6 separate regions of the Mus musculus genome follow, and all the other regions are linked to region 1. Evidence: chromatin contacts called from public HiCAR-type, HiChIP or PLAC-seq and promoter capture Hi-C data. All regions are on one chromosome and are shown on one strand. The core of a region is the stretch at or near the end of the contact, and the rest is flanking DNA. Distances in the headings are between cores, read along the strand shown.

Region 1 (3,931 bases), core at 856-3,355:
TACCTGCCTCTGCCTCCTGAATGCTGGGATCAAAGGCATGTGCCACCACACCTGGCCTGTCTTTGCAATCTTAGGAGTGATGACCCACTTTTCTGCAGGATCAAATCTAGGGCCTCACACAAGCTGTGTAAATGCTGTCAGTAAGCCATTCTCTGCCCTGTTGCATCTAATTAATTTTTTTACTTTAGGGGTTCTGTTGATGATAGTGGTATGTTCTGAGAAATGGGTCATTAGGCAGTTACATCGTTATGTGACCATAGTATGTACTTAAACATCTGCTATATCATTAGGTGTCGAATTTGGTTTGACATCAACTGAAATGACATCATATACTATGTGACTGTTTATCACAATATACCTTCAAGTAGTATACCGATTTATGTAAGAATACAACTCTTGGAACATATATTACCATTTCCTCCCTCCATATCACTTGAGTAGCTGTTGTCATAATTTTTTCCTCAATATTGAACTTCAAAATCTATTGAACTGTGGCTTATAAAAGAGATTTGCAATCCTTTCATCAGCTTTATTGTTTACAGTTCTTGAGTTGCTCAGAGTCTGGATCTGCTCTCGTTTCCTTCCCAGGACTCCCTGAGAAGTGCTGGCAGGCCACTTCTTGCTCCTGTCTGCAGCAAGCTCAACTTTTGACGGACCCCCCCCACCCCCCCCCGCCCCGCCGCACATATGTACAAGCCTGGCTTGACACAACCTTTTCTTGTACTTCTTTAAAAGACATTTTCCAACTCCTGAGATCACACAGCTGCTAAGCCTGGCAACTTCCGTTTGAGTAGTGGAACCCACATGGTGGAGAGAACCACCTCTCAGAAATTGTCCTGATCATACTAGGGAGGGTCCCACCTTCTAACCCCCCAATAAAAAAAAATGTAATAATATCTTAAAGACATTTCATTCTCTTTAAATTTTGGGGGTGGGATGGGTGGGGGCAATCTGTGCATGTAAAATGAGAAACTACAGTCCACGATCAATCTCACGAGTGTATGAGGACTGGGACCTGCCAAGAGGTGGTGGGAAGAGCTCAGATTCCAAACATCACAAGTTGAGTTGCCAGATCCTCACATATTGAACACAACACAAATGAACGGGGGAGGGGGGGGGAGGGGACGGACGTGTCGGGGGAGTCCAGTTGACTTTGTTCACTGACCCGGATTCAGGGAAGGGTAGGTAAGTGGGTGGGACAGTAGGCACACCATGCTTTTAACAGTCTAGTCCAGAAGCTCAAGACCGTCCTGCAGGACACACAAACTGGCTGAATGCCCGCTCTATGGGTGCAGACCCGAACCCCAAACCGGATACACAGGGAGACCGGTGTATGCTTCTCCTTTGCTAAGCGAAGCAGGAGCTGACAGCGGAAAGGCAGAGCGAGTTGTGAGCCGGCTAAGGCGGCAGTATCCGGGGTCTGTGCGTTCAAGAGTTGGGCTGAAGCAGCGTGAGGTTGGTAGAGGCCAGAGTCCTGAACACTGTGAAGCTGTAGGAAGGGAGCAAGCAGCTCTAGCCGAGAGCTGACATATCTTCTACAATCATCTACGTTGAGACTGAACTGACATTTTAAAACATCCAATCAGTGCAACCACCACTACCCCAGGGCAGCCTTGCAACGGTGCCTCCCACCATAGCCTGTCCTGGGGTGGACAACTGACCCGGTCAGGGAGGCGGGCCGACCCTTCCCAACCGGACTTGCGCCCAGATTCCCTTCTGAGCTTTCTTAGCAGATATACAGAGGCTGTACATAGGCCGCGAGCCTCCTGGTGGCCAGAGAACTGATCCCCAGATCAAAACTTCTTTCTGCACCTCAGTCTCATACTCCTGACCCAAAGCCACCGCCCCTTTAAGAACTTGCCGGGCCCTCCCGCCTCCTTTTTCTCGCGCTTAGTTCTTCTCGATCTGCCCCGCCCCCTGGAGGAGCGTTGCGTCACCGCGTTGCCGCGTCCTCGCGCCTGCGCTGTGGAGCCGCTCCAGGCAAATGACGGAGACGGGTGGCTGCCTCATCTGAAAGGGACTGGACCAGAGCGGGCGCGTCGCGGTGACTTCCGCTCCTGCGCCGCGGGTCTTCGCGAGTGTGTGCCCGCTGCTCTCTGGGGCCTGTAACAGAGAGAGCTCTGTCTACACCGGAAGGGGTGGGCGAAACAAGCTGCTGCATCCTGCGGGCCGTGTCACCGGGGCTGAGGGACGCTGGTACTACGTCTCCTGAGGCAGCGAGTGCGGCGGACTGAGGGTCGTGGCTGGTCAGATTCTCGGCCCGCAGGGTCGGATCAGTCGCCCCCGCAGTTGTCCAGAGACTGTCGCTTGCAGAGAGCGAGTTTCTTGTGCGGCCAGTTTGCTTAAAATTTAGTGACATTTCCCCTTAGCCCGCGGTAACGTCACCCACACAGCTGACCGAAGACTGCCGGAGTTAGTCTCATCTTTAAAACCTTAGCTAATTATCACCGAAGGGCTTGATGGCCTTCCGTGGGAATGTGGTGGCTAGCCTTCTTCGCCTGGGAGACAACCTACAGAGACACCCTAGGGCCTTTGCCGTAATCCCCAGTATTTGGAGTCCCCCATAAACTTAAAACTAAGACCGTGAAGTATTTATTGTATGTTAACTCAGCATCTCCGCGTCCCTTGTTTCTAGATATGGATCAGAAACTTTCACAGTTGATAGAGGAGCTCACAACTTCAGGAGAATCCCAACTCAATGCTCAGAAAATGAAGGAACTGAAGAAAATTTGCAAGTATGTATTGAGGCTAAATGTGCCAATGTCCCCTGAGCACCCACACCGTGGAGATTGTGGACCCTCTGCCCTCTTGTACACCTCTGCCACCTCCTGCATTCACTACCTAGGAAGGAATTATCTGATCACCAGGGCATGGTGGCATTTGCCTGTTGTGAGGTAGAGTTGGGAGTAGCATGAGTTCCCCGCAGCTTGGGCTACATAGTAAGGCCTTGTCTCAGGAACCACTAAAGGATTTCTGGGGCTGTAATCCTGGTGTACCTGGGTCCAGAATGTCGCGCAAACTCTGAACTTGGTGCCTCTGACGATTTCTGTAAGGTATAAAGCTATCACACTATGTCAGTAAAAGTAGATCCTCTTCTTTTCCGTTGGAGTAAAGAGTTCATGATTGGGTCAGTGGCTCTGGCCTCCCCACCCCCGCCCCACCCCCAGGGATGCTCAGGAGCCCCAAGCATGCTGTCCCCAAGCAAACTGTACCACTGAGCTACCTATTATTATCATCATCATCATCATTATTATTATTATTATTATTATTATTATTATTTCTCCTTCTCCTCCTCCTCTCCCTCCTCCTCCTCCTCCTCCTCCTCCTCCTCCTCCTCCTCCTTCTTCTTCTTCTTCTTCTCTCTCTCTCTCTCTCTCTCTCTCTCTCTCTCTCTCTGACAGATTCTCATGTAGCCCAGGTTAACCTCTTTACTATGTAGCTAAGGCTGGCTGTGAATTTCTGATCTTCCTGCTTCCACTTAAGTGTTCCTTTGGGGTCATAGGCATGTACCATCATAGAACCCAATATTTTTTTAAAAGATTCATTTATTTTTATACATAAGTACACTGTAGTTGTCTTCAGACACCAGAAGAGGACGTCAGATCTTATAACAGATGGTTGTGATCCGCCATGTGGTGGCAGAGATTTGAACTCAGAACCTCAGAAGAGTGGTCAGTGTTCTTACCCGCTGAGCCATCTCTCCAGCCCGGACCCAATCTTTAAAGTAGTCGTTCTCATCCTTATTAATCCCTCGGAAGGAAGCACTGTGATGCTCCCTGCCTTGCTACTCAAGGCAGTCTTATTTGGTTAAGAAGCAAAATTCCTTCATTGCCTTGGTCACTAATGAGCCTTTGTTTATAAAATGAGAGAACTTAAATGATTCTTTCTGAAGTGGTAGAGTATTCACATTGCAATAATTCTGGGCCTGGTT
Region 2 (3,908 bases), core at 676-3,175, 1.1 Mb after region 1:
TATGATATCTCACAGGAACCAAATGATACCAAATGACAAGGAGAGCCAAATAAGAATTCACATATTATCAGACTGGCACCTGTCACTTCTTCCCACATAATACTAAAATGCCACCAACCAAAACCATGGGTCTTCTTTCTCAGAGCACCATCCTTAGGAGCCCTATGCATCTCTCAGGCCCCTGGCACCCTCCTCAAGATTCAGAACCCCACATTCCACAGAAGACCTCCCTAACACAGAACCCAAGAACCAAGACCTATACTGCCTCCTCATACCCAACACACACACACTGGAACCTGAACACAGTCCTCAAAGGGCAATGCCTGTCAGGATATCCTTGAGACCCTTTTGGCCCCATGCTTCGCTCATGTCCTTTAGAGCCTCTAGTGTCTGTCCCACAGAACCCTGAACACCACCCCTCCTCAGAATTCCATCTTAGTCAAGCCTGGTGCCCCCACTGTTGTTGCTTGAATGAGAATGCCCCCACAGGTTCATATATTTGCATTTTTTCATCATCAGATAGTAGCACAATTTGAGAAGGAATAGGACATGTGGCCTTGTTGGAGGAACTGTGTCACTAGGGATGGGCTTTGAGGTTTCAAAAGCCCGCACCAGGCCTAGTGGACGTCTCTCTGCCAGTGGATCAGGATGTAGCTCTCAGCTACTTCTCCAGCACCAAGCTTGCCTGCAAGCTACCATACTCCCCACCATGATGATAATGGACTGACCCTCTGAAACTGTAAGCCAGCCCTCAATTAAATACTTTCTTTTATAAGAGTTGCCTTAGTCATGGTATCTCTTTAACGCAAATAAGGCAGTGATTAAAACAGCTACACACCCCTTTGGGACTAATATAATAATATTACTAATAATATGAGTACATATTGGAGAAGCTTACTACCAACAGAACCACGTGTTCGAGGCTACCTCAGAACATTATGCCCCACAAGATCCCTGCACTCCAGGATCCCTCACATTCCGCAGAACCCTGTCCCCCACAAAACTTCATGAGTAAGTTTCCCACAGCAGTACCCCTCAAAGTCGAGAGACCCAGGGGGTCTGTCCCAAATTAACCTCTATTACAAGTCCCTCAGAAGTGCTCATAACCTCAGCAGGACGTCAGGACTTGGTACTCCTCAAACAGTCACACCCCTACCACCCTGTTGCTCACCAGAACCCCGAGCCCCAGAGACTCCTGCTCACCTCTGGCATATCCCCTGAGCCTACGAATGAATCCCGAACTGCTCAATACCCTGAACTACCCAGACTCTTACCTTCAGACCCTAATCCAACAGGATTACCTGCGCCTCTGATCCCCACGCCCTTCAGACCCTGAAACCTCAGGACCCACTAGTCTCAGGATCTCGTATCCCTCATAACCCAGCTCCTTTCAAACCCCAGCGCACCCCTAAACCACTATGCTCAGACCTCGAGCTCTTCAGACCCGCACCTCGAGCTTCATATCCTCGCGACCCTCAAGACCTCGCGCATCTCTGGACTCCACGTCACTCGCTCCAACAAGTTCCCCAGGCCGCCTTGCGCAGCAGCTCCCGCCCGCCCCGCACCTGCCGCAGCTGGGTCTCCGAAGCGCCTTCCTCCTGTCGTCGCAGCTGCTCACGGAAGCGCTCCACCTGATCCAGAAGTGCGTCCACGAGTGACGGCGCCGTGTGCCCTTCCAGAGCCGCGAGGCGGGTGCGGAGGCTCGCGATGAGGGCGTCACGCGCGGCCAGCTGATCCTTCAGGCGCTGTAGTTGCTGGCCGGCCTCGTGGTACAGGCCACAGAGCGCTGCGGCCGCACGCGGGGCCCCGTCCTGTCTACCAGACCTTGGGTCCCCAGACGACATGGCTGTAGGCCTTCCGTGGGGACTTGGGCGTCTCCAACTTCTCCACACAGGGGGAGCGAAAACCAGCCTTCCCGGAACGTTTCCCGCCCCGCCCACTCCCAGAGCCTAATCCGCCCCCGCCCACAGCTGGCTCCGCCTCGTCCATGGCCCGGAGTCTGACTCCGCCCCGCCTACAGCTGGCTCCGCCTCTCCCACTGCCGGGAGTCTGACTCCGTCCCCTCCCACAGCTGGTCCCTCCTACTCTATGATCTCACTTTCTCTTGACACACCAGCTCCATTCTAGGTGCTGTCTGCTCTATTCCCTGCGTCTGAGGAATTTTCCTGGAGTCAGACCCCATCTGCGACCAGGGTTTGGGGTTAGGTATCCTCTGGTACAGCAGCTGAAGAAAAGCAAATAAATCAAAGGACTTCAAACATGGGACGTAGAGTGTGGTCAGGTTTCATTGGCTGGGCTCCTTCCTCTTCCGGGACTTGACATGCGTTTCTTCATAGAGGGACACTGACCCAGAAAGGTGTTCCCATCCAGAGTACATGATGGAGCCCAGAGCCAGCCACCAAACCCCAGCATGCCCCTAAATTCGCGTTAGGATGGCCTTAGCGCTAGAAGCTGTTCTAGCAGAAGACAAGAGGGTGCCCACCCTTTCCTTCCCACAGTTTCCATATGAACACTGTTTTTCCACTGGGAAGTCTCTCCTCCGTGAGAATCTTTCAATGGCTCATTGCTAAGATCTCATGGAGGTCCCCTCCCTATGTGAGGATGTGTGTCTCCTTTTCTGCTCAGTCTTCTACTCTCAATACCCTGTCTGCTCACAGGCAAGCTCTGGTTGAGCCTGCAGGAACACACTCACTTGCAAGTATAAAACTATAAGCAAAGCCAGACCTCGCCAAGAATGTATGGGATGGATACTGGGAGTCACAGACCTGGCTCACTTATGTTCAGTTCCTTCTTAGCCCTTCCAGCCCAAAACTTCTGCTCAGAAAAGATGGGTCACAGTTGCTTCCTTCCCTACCTGGTAGGGGTGTTGTGGAACTAGAGAATGAGTGCGTATTTCTTTTCTATTAGTGTGACAAAATGCCAGGACCAAGGCAGCGTATAGAAGAAGCATTACTTGGGATAAAGGGTCAGATGTTTAAAGCTGATAGCTCACATCTTGATTACAAATCAGGAAGCAGAGGGCAAGCTGAAACCTCAGAATCTCTCTGCCCATAATGGCACAGCTCTTCCAACAGGCCATACTTTGAAATCCTTTCTAACCTTACATGAGTCACCAACTGGGGACCAAGTATCCAAACATGAGTCTATGGGAGCTGTTCTCATCCAAACTTCCATGATTAAATGATTGTCCAGCACAGTCATTGCTATGGTCATGCAGGGTCATCTTGATTGACTGAGGCAGTTGTGGGATGAAGGGGAAGTGGGTGTGGGAGTGGATATCACACAGAAGAACCCTGGCCCAGAGCTGATATGTGGCTTTAACTCTTCACTACTATTCCTGTGTGTAGCCTAGTAGACCACTCAAGTGCTTTTGAGCCTGGTTGTGAAGTGCAAAATATGAATCAAACAACAAAGACATTTATTCAAATGCTTCTGGGCCACATGTGTTTGGAGTTCAAAAGCTTTGATTTTATGTAGTTGCACATAATTGAGATAACCATCCTCTAAAAAGGTCTACTCTTGGAAGGCAGTGGTAGCACGTGCTTTTAATCCCCAGCACTCTGGAGGCAGAGGCAGGTGGATGGATCTCTGTGAGTTTGAGGCCAGCCTCGTCTACAGATTGAGTTCCAAAACAGCTAGGGCTAACAGAGAAACCCTGTCTTGAAAAACCAAATCAACAACAAAAGGAGTCCTGTTTCCAGTACCTGTGCATATGGGCAAGCTCTGCACAACAGGGAGTACTTGACCTCTATAACCATGTACTCCAGGCTCCTGACAAAGTAACAAAGACGTGATATTGCTTCAAGCTGCTAACACTTGGGAGTCTTTTTTAAAATGTGTGTGTGTGTGTGTGTGTAACATGCATGTGTGCATGATATGTATATGAGCATATATACTATACATGTATG
Region 3 (3,492 bases), core at 328-2,827, 1.7 Mb after region 1:
GTGGAGGTCCAGGAGACCACCAAGGCACAGAGTGAGGATGAAAGTCACCTGGATGTGCATGTGGAGGACTGGGGGCCACCTTCTGAGTGAAAGAGACCCCAGGATCTACGGACAGCAGACCACATTTCCCCAACAGTCTTCGACGGTACCTGCTAATGTCTTCGTGGCCCCATCCTCATCTTACTGGGTAATCCCAGGTGAAGCACACTCATCCCGTGGGCACACCCCTGGAGATGGCGGTCAGGGACAGCCAGCCTTTTACCCTAGATGGTTCCCACTGCTCCCATGCTCTTCACACAGCCACTCCCAGCTCTGCTCCCGGACCCTTCCCCCAGAAAGCTGAACTGCTTTTCCAGGCCACAGGGCTGTCCTAAACCTTTGCAGGCTGGACACTTGTCCCCCTCTTGCAGCAGTCTCTCAAAGACACTGGCTGGCCACTAAGCTGTCTGTGAGGCACCACTCCCCTTCCCCAGAAGCCAACCTCCCAACTACCTCTCCATCCAAAGTCTCCAGGGCCAAAGTTCTACACGGTTTTATTTTAAAAAATCACTTAGTTTGCAAATTATTTACTCTCCCCTCAAACTCAGGAATGTTTAAGCTGGAGGGCTAAAGGGCAACCCTCTGCAAGCTCTAGAGGAAGATAGTGTGGCTCTGAAAGAATACTTAAACAAAAGCCCAAGTCCTAGCCTAGGACTGTAATCTGGGAGGGGACCCAAGTTCCAGGCCAGCCCTCAGGCTCTGGATATCTCCATTTCAAAAGGAAGAGAGATTAGCATAGCTACTAAATCTAACTTCAGCATTCCCCAGACAGGGTGTAGTGTTTACCTATACTAAGGAATTCCAATCCCCTAAGGAACTGCTTTACCCAAATTAACCAGCTCCATTAGCAACTGGGGCTTCTGCAATCTCCATACAGTCTTATCTCAGGGCACCGTTTTTTTTTTTCTTTCATTGGAGTAAATACAGATAAAGAAAAGACTTCCAAGTCTGGCCCCATGTAGAAAGTGCCCCCCCTCCCCTCTACCTCCATCTGAATTGGCTCTTTGGAAAATTAGCTTTTTGGGCAGAGGTGTCCACAGCTAGGAAGGGTGGGTGTCACTCATTCTTTAGGGTCCCTAATTGCACTAAAGGCAACCACAGGCCCTTGACACCAGCACCAAGTTCCTTTAGGGCCTATGGGTCTCTTATTACAAGTGAGGTCAAGATGGCCCACCTGACATTTAAAGGGGGGCTGTACAAAGGGTAGGCCGTTCCCCGTCCCAGAGGTTATGTTGGCCTCTCAATCAGGGCCCTGCTCTCCTTCGCTCACACGCAGCACCTCGCCCCCATCCCCGCGCGTCTCCCTGGCCCCGCTCACCCGCTTGGCCTTCTCCCATAGCTGGTTCAGCTTCTCCATGCGGAACTCCTCCCCGGACTCGCGCTTGGCGGCCATCTCCGGCTCGTTCTTCTCTCGCGAGTACTTGCCGCCATGGCCTGCTATGGGCTGGGGCACAAGCATCAGCGGCAGCAACAACAGCACTAGCAGTTGGAGCCGGGGCAGCGTAGAGACCCTCTCTCTTCGAGGCGCCATCTTCCTCTGAAGCGCTAGCAGACTGACAGGACTGGGTCTTGTAGGACCGCCCATCTGTAGCCCCGCCCATCAACCGGTCTCCGCGAGGCCCCGCCTCCCTTCTCAATCCGATCCCGCCCACCCCAGGCCCCGCCCATATGACTGCCCACTTTTCGGTCTCTGGCTCCGCCCTGCCCAACACCAGCAAAGAGCAATTATCCCAAGGTATTTTCACGCTGGGGCTGCAAAATTCAGAGCTCACTAGCGGGGCTGTAAGGAGAAGCAGCTGGGAAAGCGCACTTATGCACCGCCCCACTCCTCGTAATCACACAAGAAGTGCGGCGGAAGATGATTTTGCCATTAAACCCGGGAGCAGCTATCTCAGCTCCGTCTTTGGGACACATCCCAGACACTTCCCCTCCGGGGTTTCTGTTTGGAAGGCTTTGTGCACTTGCCTAGTCTCTGCACCTGCAGCCCTGGAGAAAATCCAATGGACATAGTGAGGCCCAGCAAGCCTGTTGGGGACATGGCCTGGCCTGGTGACAACCTGGTGCTCGAGGAACCCAGGAGTCTGGTACAGGCACCAGCAGTTTGGGCCCAGGAGGGACAGGCAGAAGAGTCGTCTGGTAAGGATGACCAGTGTCTTAGTCAGGGTTTCTATTCCTGCACAAACATCATGATCAAGAAGCAAGTTAGGGAGGAAAGGGTTTATTCGGCTTACACTTCCATGCTGCTGTTCATCACCAAGGAAGTCAGGACTGGAACTCAAGCAGGTCAGGAAGCAGGAGCCGAGCAGAGGCCATGGAGGGATGTTCCTTACTGGCTTGCTTCCCCTGGCTTGCTCAGCCTGCTCTCTTATAGAACCAAGACTGCCAGCCCAGAGATGGTACCAATCACAAGGGGACCTCCCCACTTGATCACTAATTGAGAAAATGCCTTACAGTTGGATCTTGTGGAGGCATTTCCCCAACTGAAGCTCCTTTCTCTGTGATAACTCCAGCTGTGTCAAGTTGACACAAAACTAACCAGTACAACCAGAAAGGGTCTCCAATAGGGAGATACATGGAGGACAAGGGTAGGGGATATTTGGGGGGAGTGGTGCTTTTTTCTTTTTTTAATAGTTTTAAGCTGTATTTTGTGTTTCCACAAAAAGGGTTCAGTATATCTGGAACCCTGGTGGTTTGCAGACGTTAGCACCTGTTTTCTGAGATCTATTTTTGGTTTGGTTTGGTTAGCTCTGGTTATCCTGGCATTCACTATATAGACCAAACTAGCCTCAAACTCAGAGATTTGTATGCCTCTGCCTCCCAGATACTGGGATTAAAGGTGTGCACCACTTTGCCCGGCCTAAAATGTCTCCTTTTCAGATAGGAGAGAGGGTTTTGTTTTTGTTTGGGGGTTTTTGTTGTTATTTTGGCTTTGTCTGGTTGTTTAGATCAAACAGGATCTTACTCAGTAGCTCTGGAACTCAACTATGTAGATCAGGCTCACCTTGAACTCTCAAAGAGATCTATCTACCTGATGCTATCTTCCAATTGTCTGAGATCTTTTTTGTTGTTGTTGTTTGTTTTTGTTGTTGTTGTTTTGAGACAGTGTTTCTCTGTGTAGCCCTGGCTGTCCTGGAACTCACTCTATAGACCAGGCTGGTCTTGAACTCAGAAATCCGCCTGCCTCTGCCTCCCAAGTGCTGGCATTAAAGGCCTGTGCCACCACCGCCCGGCTTGTCTGAGATCTTAAGGGCAGTTGCTTCATTTATTTTCTCCGGTTTCAGATAACAATGTGAAGCTGGTCCCTAGTCACCTATCTTCTCCAGGAGCACAGTCTCCCAGCTGCATGGCAGTCAGTGTTTAATGCACTAGCCTTGTTTATGTGCTCAGATCAGTCTCACTGTAACAAGCCTAGCAATTCATGAAGGCCCCGGACAGACCGGACGTTTTGACCCT
Region 4 (3,778 bases), core at 184-2,683, 1.9 Mb before region 1:
TCGGACTTGGCAGCAAGTGCCTTTTACCTACTAAGCCATCTAACTGGCCCCTCAGCTTATTTCCTTTGCTAAGATTGTATTTTTAAATTATTAATTTCGAGACAGGGTTTCCCTTTGAGGCCTTGGCTATCCTGGAACTTGCTCTGTAGACCAGGCAGGCTATGCATTCACAGACATTCGTTTTTGTTGTCTGTTGGGGGTTGAGTATATGCTTGTGTGTTCCATGTGTATGCAGGTGCCAAGGATATCTGAAGAGGGCATCAGATCCTTCTGGAGCTCAAATTAGAGGTGGTTGTGAACTCCCCTGATGTGGGTACTGGAAATGGAGCTCAGATCCACCGAAGAGCAGCACACAGAACCATCTCTCCAGCTCCACCACTCAGCTTCTCAAGAACATGAGATATTTTTATAATTGACCCTTTGAGTTGTGACCTCTGCCAGGAACCCTCTACATCTTTATCAGACTTGAATTTGTTCTTTAGGATCCCTGAAATCACCATTCCCCCCAACAGATCTCCTTTCTTTGTATATTTACATGAATTTGCTTTTATCCCTGAACCTTAACTTTAGTTGACTTATTCATCTGTATTCTCCCACTTGTTATGGCTGCCATCTTGGTATAGTTTCAGGCCTCTGTCAAAGAGTTATAATATTAACTATGGCTTAGTTCAATTTTCCATAAATTTTATGACAAATTAACACTACTATTTCCAATTTTTCAGATGTGGAAGCTGTTGTCCAGGGTCATGCCAACATCATAAATACAAAGAGTAAAAAAGAAAAGAGGTTTCGATGCTCAGGTTTGTTAAGCCACTAAACATGCTATCTCAATATTTTGTTCCGAGTAATAAAAGAATGAACAATAATAAATTGCTTCTTTACTAACTTCATAAAAGGAATAAATTCGAGAGCTGCAGATAGGGACTCCTTGCTCCGGATCTGGAGGCTTAGGCTTAGGCGCCGACCACAGGATCCTGGGAAGTCTGATTTACAAGGCAGCAGGAAAATGGGTGGCTCTGGACCGGAACCAGAAAATAAAGTTCAAATACTCACCGCCCTGCCCCAGGAGTGGTATACGCGGCTGCCTGACTCTGACAGGTCGGAGTCGAGGACTAGGTCAAGCCTAGGAGCCTTGTTTATTGATTAATGGACCAAGGCCACGGAAGCACTTCTTCCCAATCGCCCTCTGCCACAGGAAGTTATTACTAGCCTACATGCAACGCCTAAAATGTCCGTATCCTGCACAGCACTCTGAGAGCCTCTCCCCGCTTTCTGGTATTGTGACTCCCTAGTGCTATTCACATCTTTAAAACTCTGCGAGTCTTGAAAGAGGAACTCCAACATTTCTGTCCAGAGAAGCCTCAGGGAGGTGGGAAGGAGGAGGAGAAGTGAGCGGGAACGTAGAGAGCGAGGGGTCGGGGTTTCCGAGGGACACATTTTGAGATTGCACCCGGCTAAGGATGGCTGATCCTACCCCTCAGCTAGATGCGCCAGCTCCCCAGGAAGTCAGTAGCGAGTTTAAGAAGCCGGTTTTACCAGTGCCTTCCGCAGTACGGGGTAAGGCTCCGGCCTCCAGTCCCTCCGTTTCTGAGGATGTGAAGAAAGAATGTCTCGCGGCGCAGCTGGACTCTGGATGTGAGGAGCCCGAGGTCCCGCCACCGCAGCCGGACAGCCAGGAGACCGGGGGTCCACCGGTGGAGCAACTCCGCTCCCCGCGGGTAGCTCCTGCGTCTGGCGGTCCGACCCGGGCTCCTCCGTACCGAGAGCCATCGTGGGGCAGCCCAGCCACGGCCCCCTACAGTCTCGAAACCCTGAAGGGTGGCACCATCCTTGGCACCCGCACCTTGAAAGACACGAGCTGCTGCTTTTTCGGGAGACTTGCTAGTTGTGACATATGTCTGGAGCATCCTTCCGTGTCTCGGTACCATGCTGTACTACAGCACCGGGGGGCGGATCCCAGCGGAGACTCTGAGGGTCATGAGCAGGGCTTTTATCTCTACGATCTGGGAAGTACCCACGGCACGTTCCTCAACAAAACTCGCATCCCACCCCGCACTTACTGTAGAGTCCACGTCGGGCATGTAATGCGCTTTGGAGGCAGCACTCGGCTCTTTATCCTTCAGGTAGGTAGAAAAATCTAAAATAAAAATCTTGGGACTTCACTGTTTTTGGTTTTTCAAGACAGGGCTTCTCTATGTAGCCCTGGCTGTCCTGGAACTCTCTCTGTAGACCAGGCTGGCCTCGAACTCAGAAATCCGCCTGCCTCTGCCTCCCGAGTGCTGGGATTAAAGGCGTGCACCGCCACGCCCGGCGATTCTGAGTTTCTTTAAGGTTTAGTTGAGTAAAAGGATTCTGGTAACCAATGACAAAAGCACAGGCCTCATTCTGGACCCACAGGTCTGTGTACGTTGCTGTGTCTCAGAAAGTAATTTTCTCACTTCTGAATCCATATATGTATATATTTTACCCATGATTCATTAGGGACCAGAGGAAGACCGAGAGGCAGAATCTGAATTAACAGTAACACAGTTGAAGGAATTGCGTAAACAGCAGCAGATATTATTGGAGAAGAAGATGTTAGGTGAAGACTCAGATGAAGAAGAAGAAGCAAATACCACTGAAGGGAAGAGCAGTAGAAGTGGTCAAGATGATGAGCTGGGCTGCACGTGGGGAATGGGTAAGAAACTACTACTGAAGGTGGCACCCTCAAGTGCTTTTGATCATACAGCTCAGAAGGCCTACAGCTGAAGTAGGGTAAATGTAATTTGCAAGCCCAGGGTCATTAACTTTAGTGAGTAAAAGTGTTGAATTATGGGCATTATACATACACCTCTTTCTCACCGTGTAATTTGCTTATTGCGTTTATCATTTAAACACACACACACACACACACAGAAAGAGAGAGAGAGAGAGAGAGAGAGAGAGCTTTCTGAGTGCTAATTATCACCTGGAGGGCATGGAAAAATTTACTTCATTTCTTTGGCTGAGAAATCAGTATTTGATATTTTTTCACCTCTCAGGCTATTTTCACAAAGTACAAAACATTCAAGAGGTTATTGTATAGCTCCACATTTTGGATGATAGATATTCAGGCTTATAAAAAGATAGTTGGTGAGGGCCGAGAGATGGCTCAGTAGTAAGAGCACTATCTGCTCTTTCAGAGAAAGCTCAGCCCTCAGCAACCACGTGGTGGCTCATAATGATCTATAATGTCATCTGATGCCCTCTTCTGGCATGTAATTGTACATACAGATAGAGTACCCCTTTACATAAAATAAAACTTTTAAAGAAAAAGATAGTTGGGGCTAATAAGGCATTGTGATGCAGGCCTTTAATCTTAGCACTTGGGAGGCAGAGGCAGGTAGATCTCTGTTAGTTTCAGGCCAGCATGATCTATTTATTGAATTTCAGGATAGCCAGAGTTACATTGTAGAGAAATCCTGACTTGAGTGAATGAGAGAATGAATGAAAGAAAGAAGTTGTGGCCCAGTGAGATTGCTTAGCAGGTAAAGGTGTGTGCTGCCAGTTGTGATGAGCTGAGTGTGAGCCCTGAGAAGCACATGATGGAGGAAGAGAATAGGCTCCCTCCGTGTGCACTATGGCACTTGTATGTGTATGGCTGTAGATGTCAGGACAGAACAAATGCAGAAACACTTGTGCTAAGTGTAAAGAATAAGCCAGAAACCATTAGCATGCTTGAGCTAGTGTCAGAAAAGGGATGTGTCACTGGGGACTTAGAGCTGTGCTATTCAGTACAGTAGCTGTTATCTGCATGCCC
Region 5 (3,499 bases), core at 530-3,029, 1.3 Mb after region 1:
TGATCAAATACCATAGTGGTGAGGTTATTATTTATTTATTTATTATTTATAATATAAATGTATTAAAAATAAAATTTAAATTAAATTTAAAATAAAATTAGTAATTAAGTTTTTTTAAAAAAGAAATTTCCTTCAATCTAAAGATCTCATGTAAACTGGATCCTTTGTAACAAAGTACAGATTTGTAGCTGTGAAGGGCAAAGGCTAGGTCTTACTTATCCCCTTTACAAACATTACCAATAAGTCTAACCTATTAATTTTCTCAAAGTAACCATGAATTGCCTTTTACTTACTCATTTCTTTTATTTATTTTTTGAGACTCAACTGGAAGTTTTGAGTCTCACCATAAAGCCCTTAAACTCAGAGATCCACCTGTCTCCGATTCCCCAGAGATTAAAGCCACAGCACAAACGGCACTCACAAACTTTTATTTTTTAAAGTCAAACGAACGTCAGCAGTTACATAGAGAATGCCATTTGTTGAACTGGTTTTGAAAGGAAGGTACAATATACTCTTGAGATGGGGCCATAAGAACAAGGATGGAAGCTATGAGGTTATCCCCAAAAGGTACTATTCCAGTGACTTCCCAAGGGACAAGCTCATGAAATTCAGAGGAAGGACAATTTCCAAACATTCAAAGAGCATACTCTGTAAACCCTATCCACGGGACGAATACTGTCATGGTCAAAGCATACAGAGCAGTGGTACAGGGCAGCTCAGAGCTCAGAAGAGATTGACTCTTAGGCCCTAAAAGCTCCAAGAAGAGTCAAGAAGAATGTATACCTGGAAGATCCCAAGGAGGAAGGGTTTCCAGAGGAAGCGCATTCGATATCAAGCAAAGGAGAGGCAGTGTTATGCCTCAGTCCTGATCGTTTTGCTGGCTAGTTTAAGGCAAACTTGACACAAAGTATAGTCATCAGAAAGAAGGGAATTTCAATTGGAAAAAAATACTTTCATAAGACCGGGCTGCAAGCAAGCCCAAAGAGCATTTTACTAATTAGTGATTGACCGCGGAGGGCCCACCTATGTGCTAGCAGCGGTCCTAGGTTCTTTAAGAAAGCAGGCTAAGCAAGCTATAGAGAGCAAGCCAGTAAGCAGCACCCCTCATGACTTCTACATCAGCTCCTGCCTCTAATTTCCTCAATGATGGAAATATATAAGTGTAAGCCAAATAAATCTTTTTCTCCCCAAATGGCTTTCACTAGCCACTGGGCATAGTACGCAGAACCTGGGTAGAGCCTATCCCCTCACCTTCCTGATGGCACGAGCGCGGGACACCCCGGGCAGGCCCACATCGTGGCGCGTCTTCCTGCCAAGGATCTGGAACTTCTGCCGGTTGACTTTCACTTCAAATGGGTTTGGGTTAGTTTTCGCCGGGCCTCCGGACGCCCCTGCGGGCGCTTTGTGGACCTGCCTCCGCGCCCCAGTCCGCTTGGCTTTCCCCATGACATTCACTCCGCCACACTTTGGACGACAGTGCGTACAGACCAAGCAGTTCAAGAAACTCGTGCATAGGATGCTGATGTAAAACCACGCCCAGCTTCGTCTCGCGATGAGTGCGTCAGCTTCCCGTATTTCGCGAGAAGTACACAAGTCCTGGATGACACTAAACAGGCACTACAGTTTACTGGATTAAAGACTACAACTCCCAGGAGGCCACACTTCCTCGACTTCCTGGCGCTGGGCCTTATGGGATCTGTAGTGTCCCGAGAGCCGCCACAGTATCCTCAGACGCCGCCCCGAGGGGAGCTCTCGGGCTCCCTCTGGAGGAAAACCGTTAGCCGGGGCCCAGCTGTCTTGCGAGTTAACTGGCGGCTGCGGCTGCCGCTGCTGGAGCTGTCGCCGTCGCCGCTGGAGACCGCTCTCGAGTTTGTAAGCTCCTCGGTAGGGTAGGGCGCGGCGAAGGTTGAGTGCTGCCCAGGACCCGGCGCTGAGGAGAGAGTTACGCGCCCTGGGCCTGGGCGATGATGCTGAGAGGAGCTCGAGCTACCGCGCGCCGGCGCCGATAGCGGAAGCCCCTTGCCGGGACAGCAACAGAGCTGGAACCCGTAGCGAGCCTACCCGTGTCCCATCTCCGCGGCGACCGCGACGGCGACAGCGACGGCGACGACGGCAGCGCTCCTGTTGGCAGTTGTGGCGACCCCGGAGGAGGCGGAGGAAGAAGCGACAGAGACGGTCGCTGTCGCGGAGGGCCACCGTCCAGAAGCCGCGTTCCTCAAAGGACAAGGGATGCCCCGAGGCTTCTGCCGCGGGTTTAGGATCTCCTTCCCCGCAGCCTTCCCCGTCTCCATTGCCTCGACTCCGAAAAGTTCGACGTCGGAAACCGCGGCAGCGACGGCGCAGGACAGCGATCATGGAACTCGAGAACTTCGTGGCCAACAATCTGTTGCTGAAGGCCCGTCTAGGTGGGTGCACCCCGGGCTCCCCGTCTCCCCGAAGGTAGCGCCTCCTAGGAACTTTAACCTTGGAGAGAATCCTGATTCCTTGGTACCTTATTGTCTAATAAGGGAGTTTTGATTCTACTGGAACCAATTCTGGATTGGAGCTGCAGCTTAGCGGGTGTCAGTCAGTGATCCTGGGCTAACTTTTGTTGTTTTGAAACAGTAGCGCTAGCCTAACAGGCACAAGGGGCTGATTGAGTTCCATCTCACTCTCAGCGCTGCTAATCTGAAAGACAGAGTATGGAAAGTTATGCATTGCACACTTTCTAGGATTACCCAGGCAAAGGTTCCATGGGAAGTAGACGCTATTAAGAAGCTTCAGTGTGTTCACCTCACAGAATGTGAAGTATATTCTTTGAGAAAAACCAGTGAGTAACAGATGTTTTTGATTTTTCTTTTTGTTCCTTTTAAAAATTGATTTTAGCCGGGCAGTGGTGGCGCATGGTGGCACACGCCTTTAATCCCAGCACTCGGGAGGCAGAGGCAGGTGGATTTCTGAGTTGGAATCCAGCCTGGTCTACAAAGTGAGTTCCAGGACAACCAGGGCGACACAGAGAAACATTGTCTCGAAAAACCAACCAACCAACCAAACAAACAAAAAACCCCACAAGTCCATTTACGTTCCAAGTGATTTTCAGGAAGAAGAATCTTAATTGGACAATATAACTATTTTCAATATGGGAAGCCCTAACAAGAAACATTGTCAGAAATTTCTTATAGTGAGTGGTGTCCAGAATTGAATACCAAACTAAGGGCTTTGAAACCCCTGTGAGCAAGGAGCAGAGAGAGGAGGCTTGAAGCAGGAAGATCCTCTGTGCAATGGCAGTCTAGGCTCCATAGTCTGCGAACTATGGAGTAGACTATGAGTTCTACTATAGTAGAACTATGGAGACTAGAGCTATCATCAAAGAAACAAACAAATGAAAGAAAAGACATTACTCTGTCAGTATTTTTGAATTAATACTATTATTCAAAATAATACTGTTTTGAGGGGCTGGCAAGATGGCTCAGTGGTTAAGAGTGCTGACTGCTCAACCATCCGTAATGAGATCTGACGC
Region 6 (3,436 bases), core at 823-3,322, 1.8 Mb before region 1:
CTCCTGTGGGGTCTCCCTTCTACCAGTACCCATGTTCCCTGGTCTGAGGGATAGGTTAGGGAGCTAACACCACTGATCTTGTGGACAAGAACAACAGCTTTATTCCCCAACTTTGAGTCAGGCAGGGCGTATGTGTGACAGTGGACTGGATAGTGTGCTGTCAGGGACCTCCCAGCATAGAGAGGTCCAAATCCCATCACTAAGTGCGTGTCTGCCAACACGAGGCAGGTGCACCTAGGATGAGGTGTGGGTTCTCACTCCCGCCATCCACTCTCTGGGTGGAGATCCGGGTTAAACAGTGGTGTCCTCTCTTCCCTCCCCAACTCCAGCTTCCACAAAGGCTGTACTTGTTCTCCTTACCTAACTAACTGCACCTTTCCTTTCTGGCTGCCTTTGCTGCTCTGCACTTTATAAGGCATAGAGGGCTAAGTTCAGGTGGAAAGAAAAACTAAATCTGGAATTACATCTGTATCAGTAACATCTTAATCAAGTCACCAGCTGCCAGCACTGTGTTAGGTGTAAATAACAGGCAGATGTACCTAATGGGAGGAGAAAGTAATTGCCTCCTTCACACTCCATTCAAGCATTCAAGAGACATGGTATCTTTTTTGTGTTCCTGTGTTATATGTGTGTACATGTGAACTGGCACACATGAACATATGTGCATGTGTGGAGGACAGGCCAATGTTGCTTTCTCTCTACCCTATTTAATTTTTTTGGAGATAGGATCTTTACTGAACCTGGAACTCTCTGATTTAGCTAGACTAGCACTAAGTACATGCCTGCCATATTTGAAAATTTAAAATATGACCTCCAGATTTTGAAGATTTGGATTCAAGACCTAGACTTTCCACTAATAACTGGAACAGCCTTGGCCAAGTTAGTTATTCTTATCCTTGGATTCCTCACATGGAAATGGAAATACAGCATTGCTGAGAAGATCACTTAAGACAACAACAACAACAACAACAACAACAACAACAACAACAACAACAGGCCAGAGAGGATTGCTTAGCCACTATGAATATTTGTTGCTCTTGTATGGGAGTAGGGTTTGCTTTCCAGTACCCACATGGTGGCTCACAACTATCATAACACTCTGGTTCCAGATTTGAAGCATGATGCTAAACTTCTCAGGTACCAGGCACACAAGTGGTACACAAATATACAAGCAAGCAAAACACTCAGGCGTAAAAATAAATTATAATATAGGGAGAGTCATTATAAACACACAAATTAAGCAAAACAACAGCAAAAATAATAAAATCCTGATTATTAATTGGGAGATGAAGTTACCAGTGAGGTCCCTGGTGGTGGAGTTAGGACTTCTTGCACAGGCATAAAAATATTGCTGGGCAAATGGTAGATCAGAGTACAATATCCAGAGACTACCCCACCCGGGGATCCATCCCATAATCAGCCATCAAACCCAGACACTATTGCATATGCCAGAAAGATTTTGCTGAAGGGACCCTGGTATAGCTGTCTCGTATGAGGCTATGCCAGTGCCTGGCAAATACAGAAGTGGATGCTCATAGTCATCTATAAGATGGAACATAGGGCCCCCAATGGAGAAGCTAGAGAAAGCACCCAAGGAGCTGAAGGGGTCTGCAACCCTATAGGTGGAACAACACTATGAACTAACCAGTACCCCCAGAGCTCGTATCTCTAGCTGCATATGTATCAGAAGATGGCCTAGTCGGCCATCACTGGGAAGAGAGGCCCCTTGGTATTGCAAACTTTATATGCCCCAGTACAGGGTGGGTAGGGGAGCATATAGGGAACTTTCGGGCTAGCATTTGAAATGTATATAAAGAAAATATATAATAAAATTAAAAAAAAAAAAAGATAGATCAGTGTCTCTTGGGAAAGGCTACATGTTTTGGAGCCAGGCAGATCTGGGTATTGTGATATTTGGCAGTATTATCTTTTGTATGGAGGGGGGGTCCTTCCCATAATACCACAAAATTCACTACCAATAAATCACTGAGTCAGAGACTGCCCGAACTTCAGGGGAGGGCGTGGCTTCTGTCCACTTCCTGAGCCTTCTACCGGAACCCGCGCATGCCCCGGAAGTAGTCGTTGAGCTCTTTAGGCGGGTCTCGGTGAGAATCGGTGGACCATGCTGCTCTCCGCTGTCTCTTGTAAGTCGGTCTGAGGCGGCGGCAGGGCCTGCGGCGTGGAGCCGAGGCGGTGACCCGCAGGTCCCGAGGTGGAGCCCGGAGGGGTGGAGGACCTGGCGCGGCGGCTGCCACCCCGCGGCGCGCCTCCGGGTCTGGTGAGAAGGCGGCGGGAGCCCCGTCGCCCTCTGCAGGGGTGTCCGAAGAATGTCTACTGGCCGCTGTGGTATTACCCCGCTGCCTGGCTCCTGGCTGACATCCTGATTAGAGTTAGCATCTCAGGCGACTTTGCTGCAGTCTGTAAAGTTCAAACAAGAGCTGTGTTGCAGTACAAATATTTACACTATAGAAGGGTGGGGATAGAGCAGATATTACTTAGAACGATGTTAAGATGGCAGACAACTGTTGATTATACCAAGACAACAACAACAACAAAACATTCATAATTGTGTGGGCCAGACTCACACCAGGAAAAAGTTATTTTAGTGTAAAGTGGGGAATACTTTTAAAGTGTTTTTGGTTACAACTAATGTTGATAAGCACTTCGAATGAAAAAAATAACAACCTTATCTTTTTTCTTTCTTCCAACCTTTACACACACAAGTTGCCAAGAGCAAGTCAAAGTAAGTAAGGTTTTTGTTTTATTGGCCCAGTGTTTGGGTTTGATCTCCCAAGAGTTGATCTGGGGTTATTTATTTGGTTAATTATTTTGTTGATGTGAGCACCTTGGGGGAAAAGTCCTTTGATGGTGCTACCATTGACAGTTCGATCCTGGGTTGCAGATACATAAGCTGAGAATGCATCTGATATACCAAAACCACAGATCATGTCGCTTAGCAACCCTGCTTCCTCTTCCCTTTGTGGCTGGTAGGAAGCCGAGGTACCCGTTACTAACTGGGGAAGAGAGCACAGTGGGAAATGTGGCCTCTTGCAAAGCAGTGCATTTGCACTGGGTAAACTGAGGATGTAAGTTGAGGACTGTGCTGTCTCCCTTCTGTCCCAGGGAGTATTCACAGCCTTTGTGTAAAGGAACTTTGCTTCTGGTCTCACCTCAGAATCTATTAGTTCATTGCTTTGCTCCTAAAGCAAGCATCAGGCTGGTGATCTGTTTGGCTCTACCTAACCAGAGCCATTTGCCTGAGTCTTCTGCAGGAATCTACAGATGAGCTCTGATTTGATGGAAACCTAGAGCCTGTTTATAGAAGTCAGTCCAAGCACTAGAAAGATTGCAGAGCTAAGCGTTAGGCAGCTGGAACTGAGAGGCTAGACCTGTGCCTTGCCTATGGGCCAGTCCATCTGTTCCATAATTTCAGCCC

The links. Promoter capture Hi-C pulls out the DNA fragments that hold promoters and counts their contacts. HiCAR-type assays count read pairs that join an accessible place to other places. HiChIP or PLAC-seq counts read pairs in DNA pulled down with a chosen protein or histone mark. Capture Hi-C pulls out chosen DNA fragments and counts their contacts.
Region 2: a contact with region 1 is called in a promoter capture Hi-C map of liver, with 2.2 times the contacts expected there. The contact joins the promoter of Tnip2 here to the promoter of Uvssa in region 1. A contact is called at or near these places in 2 of 39 promoter capture datasets (liver and pre-B cells) and 1 of 484 Hi-C or Micro-C datasets (B cells).
Region 3: a promoter capture Hi-C map of liver shows a contact between it and region 1, with 3 times the contacts expected there. The contact joins the promoter of Lrpap1 here to the promoter of Uvssa in region 1. A contact is called at or near these places in 1 of 39 promoter capture datasets (pre-B cells), 1 of 484 Hi-C or Micro-C datasets (CD4 T cells) and 2 of 9 other capture datasets (adipose tissue and liver).
Region 4: a contact with region 1 is called in an H3K27ac HiChIP or PLAC-seq map of regulatory T cell precursor, with 8 times the contacts expected there. The contact joins the promoter of Slc4a1ap here to the promoter of Uvssa in region 1. A contact is called at or near these places in 2 of 39 promoter capture datasets (liver and pre-B cells), 1 of 484 Hi-C or Micro-C datasets (B cells), 2 of 115 datasets of contacts at active chromatin or transcription factors (astrocytes and regulatory T cell precursor) and 1 of 9 other capture datasets (liver).
Region 5: a contact with region 1 is called in an H3K27ac HiChIP or PLAC-seq map of thymic regulatory T cells, with 6 times the contacts expected there. The contact joins the promoter of Grk4 here to the promoter of Uvssa in region 1. A contact is called at or near these places in 3 of 39 promoter capture datasets (liver and pre-B cells), 2 of 484 Hi-C or Micro-C datasets (CD4 T cells and cardiomyocytes), 3 of 115 datasets of contacts at active chromatin or transcription factors (astrocytes, double positive thymocytes and thymic regulatory T cells) and 2 of 9 other capture datasets (adipose tissue and liver).
Region 6: a contact with region 1 is called in a HiCAR-type map of astrocytes, with 2.5 times the contacts expected there. The contact joins the promoter of Mrpl33 here to the promoter of Uvssa in region 1. A contact is called at or near these places in 1 of 39 promoter capture datasets (liver) and 1 of 115 datasets of contacts at active chromatin or transcription factors (astrocytes).

The regions. Positions count from the first base shown.
Region 1 is chr5:33,376,591-33,380,521 of GRCm38.p6, forward strand. Uvssa (UV stimulated scaffold protein A) reads left to right here and starts at 2,106. Exons shown (of 14, transcript NM_001081101.2): 1 at 2,106-2,412; 2 at 2,636-2,735. The coding sequence starts at 2,638.
Region 2 is chr5:34,512,054-34,515,961 of GRCm38.p6, forward strand. Tnip2 (TNFAIP3 interacting protein 2) reads right to left here and starts at 1,926. Exons shown (of 6, transcript NM_139064.2): 1 at 1,566-1,926. The coding sequence starts at 1,844.
Region 3 is chr5:35,104,122-35,107,613 of GRCm38.p6, forward strand. It overlaps Lrpap1 (low density lipoprotein receptor-related protein associated protein 1), which reads right to left and starts at 1,578. Exons shown (of 8, transcript NM_013587.3): 1 at 1,358-1,578. The coding sequence starts at 1,570.
Region 4 is chr5:31,525,562-31,529,339 of GRCm38.p6, forward strand. Slc4a1ap (solute carrier family 4 (anion exchanger), member 1, adaptor protein) reads left to right here and starts at 1,434. Exons shown (of 14, transcript NM_001347328.1): 1 at 1,434-2,123; 2 at 2,482-2,677. The coding sequence starts at 1,461. It overlaps Supt7l (SPT7-like, STAGA complex gamma subunit), which reads right to left and starts at 1,201. Exons shown (of 5, transcript NM_028150.2): 1 at 1,054-1,201.
Region 5 is chr5:34,658,600-34,662,098 of GRCm38.p6, forward strand. Grk4 (G protein-coupled receptor kinase 4) reads left to right here and starts at 1,780. Exons shown (of 16, transcript NM_019497.2): 1 at 1,780-2,405. The coding sequence starts at 2,354. Nop14 (NOP14 nucleolar protein) reads right to left here and starts at 1,549. Exons shown (of 18, transcript NM_029278.2): 1 at 1,252-1,549. The coding sequence starts at 1,446.
Region 6 is chr5:31,611,879-31,615,314 of GRCm38.p6, forward strand. It overlaps Mrpl33 (mitochondrial ribosomal protein L33), which reads left to right and starts at 2,073. Exons shown (of 4, transcript NM_025796.3): 1 at 2,073-2,144; 2 at 2,725-2,743. The coding sequence starts at 2,123. All of the region lies in intron 2 of Gm38424 (a long non-coding RNA gene), which reads left to right.